2 separate regions of the Cricetulus griseus genome follow, and region 2 is linked to region 1. The links are chromatin contacts, called in public Micro-C maps. All regions are on one chromosome and are shown on one strand. The core of a region is the stretch at or near the end of the contact, and the rest is flanking DNA. Distances in the headings are between cores, read along the strand shown.

Region 1 (5,290 bases), core at 2,143-4,642:
GGGTTGGGGAGGGAGTTGGGAGCGCTGTGGGGCGCCCACGTCTCGGCCACGTGGATGCCCGAGCCGCGTGCTCTTCACCTGTTCTTACGCTCAGGCGGGCGCTAGCCGCACTGTGTTCCCGCAGGCTGTGCAAGTTGCGCGCATTCCTGCGACTTAGGCTGCCTGGCTGCTTCCCGCCTCTCTCCGCCCTCGGTGCTGCAATCCCACCCCAGCTTCCTGCTGCCCGGCCTGGTTAGAGCGGGGATCTTTCGGTCTCAGGCCCTCAGCCTCTACAAGCCAGTTCTCCCGGGGCTGCGGCGAGCTTGCATTGCCTAGTGCAGCGTGGGGGGCAGGAGGGGGCGCTCCGAGCCGGTCCAGCCCAGCTACCCAGAGTTCGCCAGCCCCTGGCTGGAGGCTACGCGCCTGGGAGCCGGATGCACGGTGCCCACATAGCCTTCCAGCTGCCAGGGACCGCCCCAGTATTTGCTCAGTTGCCCCCACGTGTGCCCGCCACCTTCTTTCCTGGCTTCCTTCTCGGAATAGGTTCCCGCTGCCGCCGTAGTGCCGGGACCAACCCACCTCCTGGCGGGCGCACATAGGGTGAGTCAGAGGTCTAGCTTGGCCTCGCCCTTAGCCACCCGGGTTAGGTCTCCGGGTACCAATCAGTTGCTCGATTGAAACGGTGATCGGCTATGGATCACCTTTTCGGGGAGCCGGATAATATTTACTCTGGGCGGGTCCCACCTCGGGTCCGAGGCTGCCCACCGGCTTTTAGTGGGCAGACCTGCTTTGCACTCCGCGCTTTAGAGCTTCTCTGGAAGTGACGCAGCGAGACCAGGGATTGGGATGGGAGGGGGCTCTGCAGAGAGCGCGGGAGGCAGGTGGCAGAGCAGGAGTGGGTCCGAGCGGGTGTCGTACACACACACGTACTCATGCTCCACGCAGCTCAGGGCCAGATGTGCGAACATCTGGGATAGGCGATGGTCCCCGAGTCTTCCCAATCCCTTTCGCTCCGCACATCACAGGGAGCCTGAAGTTGTATGTGTGGTGTGTGTGCCAGTGTGCTCGCACTCGCACACCCGGGCCTACCGGAGTCCGCTCTTGAATACATAATATACCATGGGCATTCTCAAGGAGCGCGCCAGTGCGCGCGCGCGTGCTATATATATATATATATATATATATATATATATATATGTATTCATACATAGCAAACCACACACATACATAATTTACGCAGCATTCAGGTCCGTGGGAGGTAATTTAATTTCAATTCAAGCTGGGAATTCAGAATTAAGGCAAGACCCAATGCGAGGCCCAGAAAATTTCCCCAGGACAGACCTGCACCCATCCCTTAGCTCATGCTTGCAAAGCTGCCTGTAGGATCAGTTACCGCAGAGGAGCAGTAAAGGCTTGGACTTGAGTCTCAAAGGCACCCCCCAAAAAAACCCCCCAAAATAGCAAAAAATAAAACCCATATGTAAGTGGCTGTAGGTGTGTGTTTGGGAAGGGACAAGAAGCTTGGCAGGCACTAAGCTTTCTCCTTAGGACTGGCTAAGCACAGTGCGAGGATGCCAGGGTGGCTGTTGGGAGTGAGTCCCTTCACTGCGGCTGCCTGTCACCTCCCAAGCGTCTCGAGATAAAAGCACTTCTCCGAGTTTTTGTCTTTACCTTCCTTCCTTCTTCCCCTCACCATTTCCTTGGTAGATGGAATCCCGTCCATAATCACCTGTAGCAGCAACTGCTAAGAGTTTTGTGAGGCTCCAGATACTGTCTTAGAGCGGAGAAAAGCAACCCTGGAGCAATCCTAGGGAGGAAGAACCGCATTCCCTGAGACCAGAGACCTGTTTTCAGAGAGATATCCCTTGCCGCACTCCACAAAAGCTGGCCCTGGACTATCCTAGGCCCCACTGTGCTTATCTTTGCAGCCTGTGTCCACACACCCTTTTTGACAGTGCTCAAGAGAACAAATTCCACTCAAAAGTTTCTAACCACTTCACAAGACAGAGAGACCTTGTGGGGCATGCAGTTTCTTTTATCTTTCAGGAATTTTTTTAAAGAACAAGATTTGTTTTCCCAGAGAACACATGGATTCAGGAGAGAGTGGGGACCAGCAATTGCCCACGGGAAAGCCCCATCTTAGCCCCAAGCTAACTTGCTCCCCTAGCTTCAGTCCTCGGATTCTGAGATGTACCCACCCATTCTGCAAACAATCCACACACACATTTGAAAACCAAAGCTAGACTCCTTCCTTTCCCCACAAGCCCTTCAGCTAACATTGCTCAATGTAGCTAAGTGGAGGGAATGCAAGTGATTTATATTTCACTGGCTAGGTTGAAGAAACTCAAGGGAGATGTGTTCTGCTTCAAGACAGGAAAAAAAAAATCCCCAAAACTGTAATGCAAAGGCTTTGTAGTATTTTTAAACCTTTGATTCAGTCCATATGTGACATCTGAACACCGCCAAATTCTGTTACAAAACACACACACACACACACACACACACACACACACACACACACACACACACTCCCAGCAAGAGAGAAAAGTTGGGTTTAGCACAGGAGCCCTGGTGGTGTAAAGAGGGTCGGCTCTCTCTCCCTTTAAATTATTGAGTATTGAGGGAGCCTCCTCCTGATCGGTTTTGCGTGGCCTCTCTGCATTAGCAGTCGCCTTTAAAGGGGGAACCATGTAAAAATAATAGAAAAACTTTGAGGGGCTTACCTGGTTGGCTTCTCACTTTGTGTCCTGAAAAGTACAGAGCTAAGAAAACCCAGGTAAGAGGGAACATATCCATTTTTGAAAGAGGCTTTCTCCAGGGCTAGGTTTGTGGAATCTCGTATAATTATGTCTTTGTGTTTTTCCTCTCTCTAATTTTCTTCCTTGTAGTGTCTTCTGCAAAGGTCTCTAATGATCAGCGTTTCCCTCCTGGGTCCCGGTGGCCCGTCTTCACCTTTAATTCTTGCTGGAATCCCCACCTCACTAGGAGATAGCTCCTGACATCAGCCAAGAGGGAGCAAGCAGGGGAAAGCGGGGACCGGTTTCTTCTTCAAACCCAAATGCGTGTATGTTCTCTCCAGTTCCTCAAAGTGTCATTTCCTTTATCCTACAACATCACGAGGGTTTCCCGAAAGCCAAGCGTAAAATAATAGTAGTAATAATAAAACTGAAAGCCAAGACTTGCCCTGGGCATTACACGACCCCTAGGCAGCCGTGTGATCTCAGAGGCGCAAACTGACACAGGTTCCCCCGGCACCCGGGACACACACGCGAGCAGAGACACCGACCGCTGGACAGGCGGAGTGGGAGGCAGTCAGCCTCCCGGCTCTTGTCCTCGCCGGGTTCCCTTAGCAGGAGCCTCCCCCGGCGGCTACACCCGCTTGGCCAGTCTCTGGAGGGGAGTGCGAGGCAGGAAGCGGCGACGGCCGGTGCTGCTGGTGCTGCTGCGGGTGCGGCGGTGGCTGGGATCGCCCGCGAGTGTGCGAGCGGCTCTCCGAGTTCGCTGGCGCCCGCCCTCACCTCCACCTCGCCCAGCGGCCGGCCGAGTGTCTGCGCTTCTGAGGATGTGCCGGGGGCGGGCTGCGGGCTGATGCCTCGCTCGCCTCCTCTGCCTCCCCTCCGACTCCCCCCTCGCCTTTTCAGGCCGAGCAGCATGTGGATGTCAGAGCCGCGGCAGAGCGATCCGATTACGCGCCGGCTCAGGGCCCGCCCCTTCTGTGTTCCTGATTAAAGAGGCAGCGGCGGAGACGCGCGGCGCAGAGCCCAGGGCCGCGGCACCCGGCTCGGGCGGGGCGGTGGTGGCTCACAACCCCGCGGCCGTGCGATCAAAGTTAAGGTACCTGGCACCTCGCCGCCCCCTCTCAGCCCACACCTCCCTCCTTGCCCTGCGCACCTGGGTGCGGGGCTGCGGGTGTGTCACAACCCGAGGAAGGAGAACCTTCCCTTCAGGGCGCGCTGTCTCTGCCGAGAGGGAAACTCTAGAGAGCCCGGGAAATGCTTGTTCCCCCCAAAATGAGACTGATGCCACACATGCAGAATCCAACACAATGCCACCTGCAATGGCGTTGCAGGAGGAGTTTGGGTGGCTGACTGTGTTTGGGGTAGAGAGCTCAACCATGTGTTTCTAGAGGCAGCAGTGTGTGGCGGCGACACACACTGTCAGCCCTAGCTGAAGCAAACCCCCAATACTCCTTGTGTTTACTACTCAGATCCTTTGTTGTGTCCCATACAGACTCCTCTGCTATCTGGGTAAGGATTTGTTGCCCCCACTCCCCCACCCCGCCCATAACTCTCAGTTTTCTTAAGACGAGGAACGATTTTATTCAATGAAAAATTTCTCGAGGCAATGAAATTGTTCCCCCGGCCACCCAACACATCTTCAAGCTTCCGCACATAATACAGGTACATGAAGGCCTCTTGGAATGCTACTGTAACTACTGCTCATGTTTCCCCAAGGAAATGTGGCCGCAGTGTTGACAGAAAGAAAATAGCACTATGTTAACTATTTTTAAGTGGAGGCATGGAAAGTGTCTAAAGGCGCTTAGAAGCTAACTTTTAAGCGAACAGTTGGGGAAACATTTGCATCTTTGTTTCTGAGTGCAGCTTGGTGAGCCCCAACTGTTATGTTCACCAGGTATCATTGCTTTACCAGGATAAAGATTCAGTAGAACACGCCTGGCTAACGTTGCAATCCCTTTCCTAGCAACCTGCAGATTAAGAGATATAAAGTCTGGGCTACAAGGAACACACACATCTGACTATGCCATTTTCTTCTTGGCTTGTACTTGAGGATTCTTCTGGATTGTTTCTTTCCTTATCAGGACTTGCCATTAGCTTTGTTTATCACATTCAGTGTTTGAAAAAAATCTGTAACTCTCACTTAACTGTTATTTACACGGAGATAAACCCAAACAAAATTGAATCAGAAGTGATTTGCAATGCTATAGAGAAATTTTTACAGTGGAAGTCCACAGTCTGAGTGTCACATGGTTAGTCTTAGATGCCTGACTGCAAAGGTGTCAGAGGCCTTTGAGTTCTGCCAGAGAGCATCACACACACACACACACACACACACACACACACACACCACCACCACCACCACCACCATTATCATCATCATCATCATCAAACACACATAAGGGGTACTTTTGATTCCCTTCATTCTCCCTTTCCCTTCCCTGTTTGCTTTTTCTAGGCTCAAGAGAAAATCCGTATCACTAAAAGCTCCAGATTTACATTTTCCTGGTTTAAAGTCCAATTGTAAAGAACAACTCCCAGTCCCAAATATTTGATGAAGGAAGTGGGAAGCCTGG
Region 2 (4,962 bases), core at 1,619-4,118, 76 kb before region 1:
GTTTCCCAGTCAGCTGGTCCAGAGCCTCCAGAGCCCCCTCCTTTCTCCTTTCTTCTCTCTCCCTCCTCTCACAGTAGGCTGATAATCACTATGCATGATTTACAGGACCATGGCAAGAACCGAGTTAATGCTAGTGGCGTGCTAAGCACGAGCAGCTGAGGGCTCATAATTCAGCGTTGACATCTGAGCTAATCCACGAGTTTGCAGAGTCTCCAGACAAGCAGGCCTCTGGATTTCACTCAGTTAAATCATTTGTGCCCCACTTGTCTGTTAAGTGCTATGAGCTCCAGGGAAGAAAGATGATATGTAAATTTAAGGAATTAGCAGGCGACATCAGTCAGAGGGATGCTGAGCTGCAAAACATCCCTGCCTGTCACTGAGAGAGGCCTGATTAGAACCAGGGACACCACAAAGGGAGACTCAGACCAGGAAAAGCTCAAGAAATGGGGGGGGGGGGGCAGAAGATGAGGATGACCAAACTGAACAGATACTGTATGGCACTGTGCCTCTATCTTTAGTTTCTTGTCCATCCTGCAGTATCCCCCCCCCACTCCCCTGTACCCAGCACCCACCCCCAGCATTGCTAAGGTCCTGCTAACTAAGTAGCTCCAGCTGGCCCTGGATTCATACTCTTCCTGCCTGTTCCTCTTAAGTCCTGGGATTGGAAACATACCCCACTCCACACCAAGTTTGTTTTCTCCATTTTTAGAAAAGAAACTGAGGCTTGGAGACACGAGGTCGTGTTTCCAGGACCATGGCTATGGAGTGAAGAAAGCAGGGTCTGAACCCAGATGGGACTGAGTCAACTTGCTGGCTCTTCATCACCTGGGGTGGAATCTTGGCCAGATGCTCTAAACCTTTAAAAGCCTTAGTCTTTCCATCTGTACAACAGATATAATAGTGGTGGTGTTACTGCATAGGGTTGTAAGAATGGACCCTGTAAAGCACTTTGTATGGTAACAGGGCTATAGCAAGAGCGCAGCCCGGTTACTGATGCCACTCCATCCACTGTCTCCCACAGGCCAAAGACGACCATTAACCTGGGGAAGCTATTGCAAGGTGCAAAAGGAAGTATGATTTAACTGGAGGAGGGAATTGACAATCTTTGAACTAAGATGATTTCCCAGACCTGTCTCAACTCCAGGAAACAGCCAGCTCCCAGCTGTTCACCACATACCACCCACTACAGGTCTTCTGTGACCACCTATAGAAGATGAAATAAAATGTGATACTGTCTTGGATCTTGAGTGGGACCCCATGTGACTATTAGCATGGGCCAGAGGAAGTATGCAGAAACATCTTGACACCATGCCATTCATCCTTCCCTTCAGAAAGGTCCTCCGCAGGCCACACTGGCAATGTATTATCCAGGCCACAACCCAACTGTCAGAAACATCTTAAACTTAGTTTTACACTTCCTGCTGTCCTGTGGCCCTGTTTCCTCCATTCATCCCTTCATCCCTGATGGAATGAGCCAGTTTCTGTCCTCTGACTTTGCACCATCTTTATTCATAAGATATTAAAAAGCCCAGGGGCCTGAGGAGATGGTAAGTAAATAAGGCGTTTGTCTCACAAATTTGATGACCCAAGTTCAGGTCCCCAGAACTGAGGTAAAATCACGACTCAGTAAACCTACCTATTATGTATCCCTACATGGTGATGGGTGGGAGATGCAGGAGAAACAATGGAAGCTCTGGGCTAGCCTTATGTACAGTAGTGAACAAACACAGACTGCCCCAAACAAGATGCAAGGTAAGGACTGACATCAGAGGCTGTGCACTGTGGTACATATACACGCAAACACTCGTGGGGCGGGAAAGGGAAGAAGAGAGGTAGGGAAGGAAAGATGAGAGAGAGAGAGAGAGAGAGAGAGAGAGAGAGAGAGAGAGAGAGAGAGAAAATATGAATTTAAGCCTTTATTTTGTGCTTTCCCAGGAAACACAACCCTAGTCCTTTTAAATGTCCCCTTTCTGGGTCTTTGTGGACCTCTATTGACCCCCTCTTTGGAGCTAAGTGCTTTGTCTCTGGTAAGTCCTCACATTCATACAAGATATTGAGATTGAATGCCTTCTGAAAGTGAAGATGGCTCTGAAATATCCCACCTACAGCCAACCACTGCTAGATACTAAGAAAGTTCACAGCGGCTGCCAGTTACCTAATAGAAAGAAAGGCTGGCATGGTATGGGGACAGTGTTGCCTTATGAATTTCCTGTCTGCTGGAAGTTGTCTTCTTGTTCTGTGTTTGATGGCTAGGATACTGGCAATAGATAGCATCCAACAAAAAAGACAATGGAAAGGAAAACACACTCAGTTGCCAAAAGAGAATGAAGAAATAATGTCCCCAAGATGCAATTCCATCCTCCTGGACCTGACATATTTGGGAGGCATTTTGCTGCCCCCTTGACTCAAAATGCCTGTTGTTGCCAAGATGCAAACAACCACATGGGAATGAACAACACAAGTTCAAAAGGGCAGAGAGGAAGTGCAGAGGTCAGGGCTGTTCAGGCATTTCACCTGATGCTGTCTCAAGAAGGGTCTCTTGATATTTCACCTGGCGATTTATGATCCCATCTGGCTTCAGCTGCTTAAGTGTCCTATGGACACGTGACTGAGGTTGGTCCAATCGAAATGAATTCAATTGTGTCTACTCCCCTTTAACCAACCCTAAAATAAATCACCAGCTTGATCCTCCTGGCTATTGCAAAGCCAAGCGCGCCATCTGTCCCTCACACACATCTCCTGGCTAGCATCTTGCCCTCCTACTAGAACAACCATCTGAAAGAATATTTAGCGAAGCAGGATATGGAGCCTCTTAGTATAGGTCATACTTAAAACATGAGTCAGCCCCTCAGCTGGCCTCCCAAGGTCAGTCTGTCTCTGCTAAGGTCCTCAAATTAACAACCAGTTAAGGGAAACATTGACTTTGGATACACTCAGCAGGATGTTTTCGAGGTTTAAGATAGGACATTCGGAGGGCATTTGAGTTTTCAGCCTGACCAGTCCTAGCAGGCAGAGATGTTTTTTGGATGTGTCAGCTTCTACCTAAAGTTCTGCCATCTCATTCTGACACTTCGTTATCAACTCGGTCCCTCGTGATTTTCAGAAAGAAGGGGACAGCAGTTTCGCTCTCTTGTCATCTTTTCCACAAAGGGATGTTTTCTTCCCATCTTACAAGAAGTCTCTATTCTTTCCTTTTTGAGTTGAAAGTATCCCTTGACTATTGCTTGTTTTTAGCTCAGCTCTCCCTATCCTTTAATAATCTATCATGGTTCAAAGCCCCAGTTTTCTGTCCTTACATTTGCAAGGGCTACGCCCCAGCCAAACCAACAGCAGCCCCCTCTGAAGGTGATTCAATCAGCAGGCAATGGCTCTCAACTTGTGGGTCCCGACCCCTTTAGGGAGGTCAAATGATCCTTTTACAGGGGTAACAAATCAGATATTTACATTACAAATGACATTACATAGCAAAATGACAGTTATGAAGTGGCAATGAAAACAGTTTTATGATGGGCGAGGGGAGAGTTGCCACAACATGAGAAACTGTACCAAAGGGTCACAGCCTTAGGAAGGTTGAGGCCATTGGAGTGTCTGAATTGCAAGCCGCCACCTACTCTTTGGAGCTCAGAGAGAGATTTTTAAATTCAGAGTCATGGCTAGCTTACTGTCAAAAACCAAGCCCATCGTGAACTCCTCCATCAATTATTTCCTTTGATTTCTCTATGAACCTGGACTGGCCATACTCAGACACAGTTCCCTTTATCTTCTCCCTTGCACACAAAGTGTATCAGGGCTCTGGTCACCGGCTCTGCTGGGGTTCATCAGCAACCAGGTCTGCATCAAAACAACCCCAGTGAGAAATTAACAGGGTCTACTACTTCCATTCGAAGGGACAGACAACATGTGTAAAACCTGAATGTTTAGATTCTTGGCTTACTCCCACTTAGTTTTTTCTTTGAACCTGGGTAAAGGCACTGTTGTTTCAATCCCTTCTATTAGCTGGGCAAAGCTCCCTTCACAGGTGTCCTAGTACAAATAGGCTTTGCCTGTTTTCTTTAGATGTTTTCATGGCTTTTAGTCACTGAAATAAAGTAACATTGTAATCACACTCCACAAGGTCAATCAATGTTTCAGACAGTACACATATTCCAGAATGAAAGAGCACACGTTCCAGATCTCACTTGCATCACCATCAGGAGGCTGCCAGGGCAGGTTCCTGTTAATCTCTGGTCTTATCTCCTCCTCCTCCTCCTCCTCCTCCTCCTCCTCCTCCTCCTCTCCTCCTCCTCCTCCTCCTCCTCCTTCTCCCCCCCTCTCCCCCTTCCCTGCAGTGGTGCTAGGGATTCAACCTAGGCACTGCCAGAAGCTAAGGAAGCACTCTGCCACTAAGCTACAACCTTAGCTCTCCTTTTCCTTTCCTTTTAAAATGGGGTCTTGTTAAGCCACCCAAATTGGTTTTGAAAGTTTAAGGAAGACCTTAAACTTTCCGGTCCTCTTGCCCCAGTCTCTCAACCAGCTGAGATTACCTGCCAACACCACCAGGCCCAGGTCTTACCACATTCTTGACAATAATAATGATCATAACAATAACAACTATCAATACTATTGGTATGAATATTTACGTAGGATACTATTTCTGTGTGGCCTCCAAATAGTCCTTAATGTATGTTCCTTGGTTATTTTCCTGTGGTTGCTGAGGGAGACAGGGTGGCATACATAGGAAAATCAAAATAGCAGCCACCATACACTTCCAGAATGGGCTCAGGCAAATCCACCTCCCTACTTCCTTGCTCCTTGGTGTTCACTGAACCAAGTAATGGAAGTGTCATCAAGGATTGGGAGCTTGTTCTCCTGCTGGTGTCCATAGGTGCCAAAACAGTATTGTCTAATACAGTACTGAGATGCTGGGGTGTTCCATGTATGGACACTGTAGTCCCTGCATGTGTGAAATAGGACTGGTGCCGA

Evidence for each region. A called contact is a pair of places that touch in the nucleus more often than the background predicts.
Region 2: a contact with region 1 is called in a Micro-C map of the CHO-K1 cell line, with 4 times the contacts expected there. The contact joins the enhancer-like site here to the promoter of Nrp2 in region 1. A contact is called at or near these places in 2 of 8 Hi-C or Micro-C datasets (both in the CHO-K1 cell line).

What each region holds. Positions count from the first base shown.
Region 1 is chr2:416,809,032-416,814,321 of CriGri-PICRH-1.0, reverse strand. Nrp2 (neuropilin-2) reads right to left here and starts at 3,392. Exons shown (of 16, transcript XM_035440986.1): 1 at 2,703-3,392. The coding sequence starts at 2,775.
Region 2 is chr2:416,885,242-416,890,203 of CriGri-PICRH-1.0, reverse strand. The region is part of intron 12 of Nrp2 (neuropilin-2); the gene reads right to left. Among named protein-coding and RNA genes, the nearest start is that of Nrp2, 77 kb to the right of the region's middle. Within about 2 kb of position 2,868, at least 2 of the 6 cell types and tissues checked have open chromatin away from gene starts, as enhancers often do. A contact at or near this core is called in the CHO-K1 cell line, where this site is marked.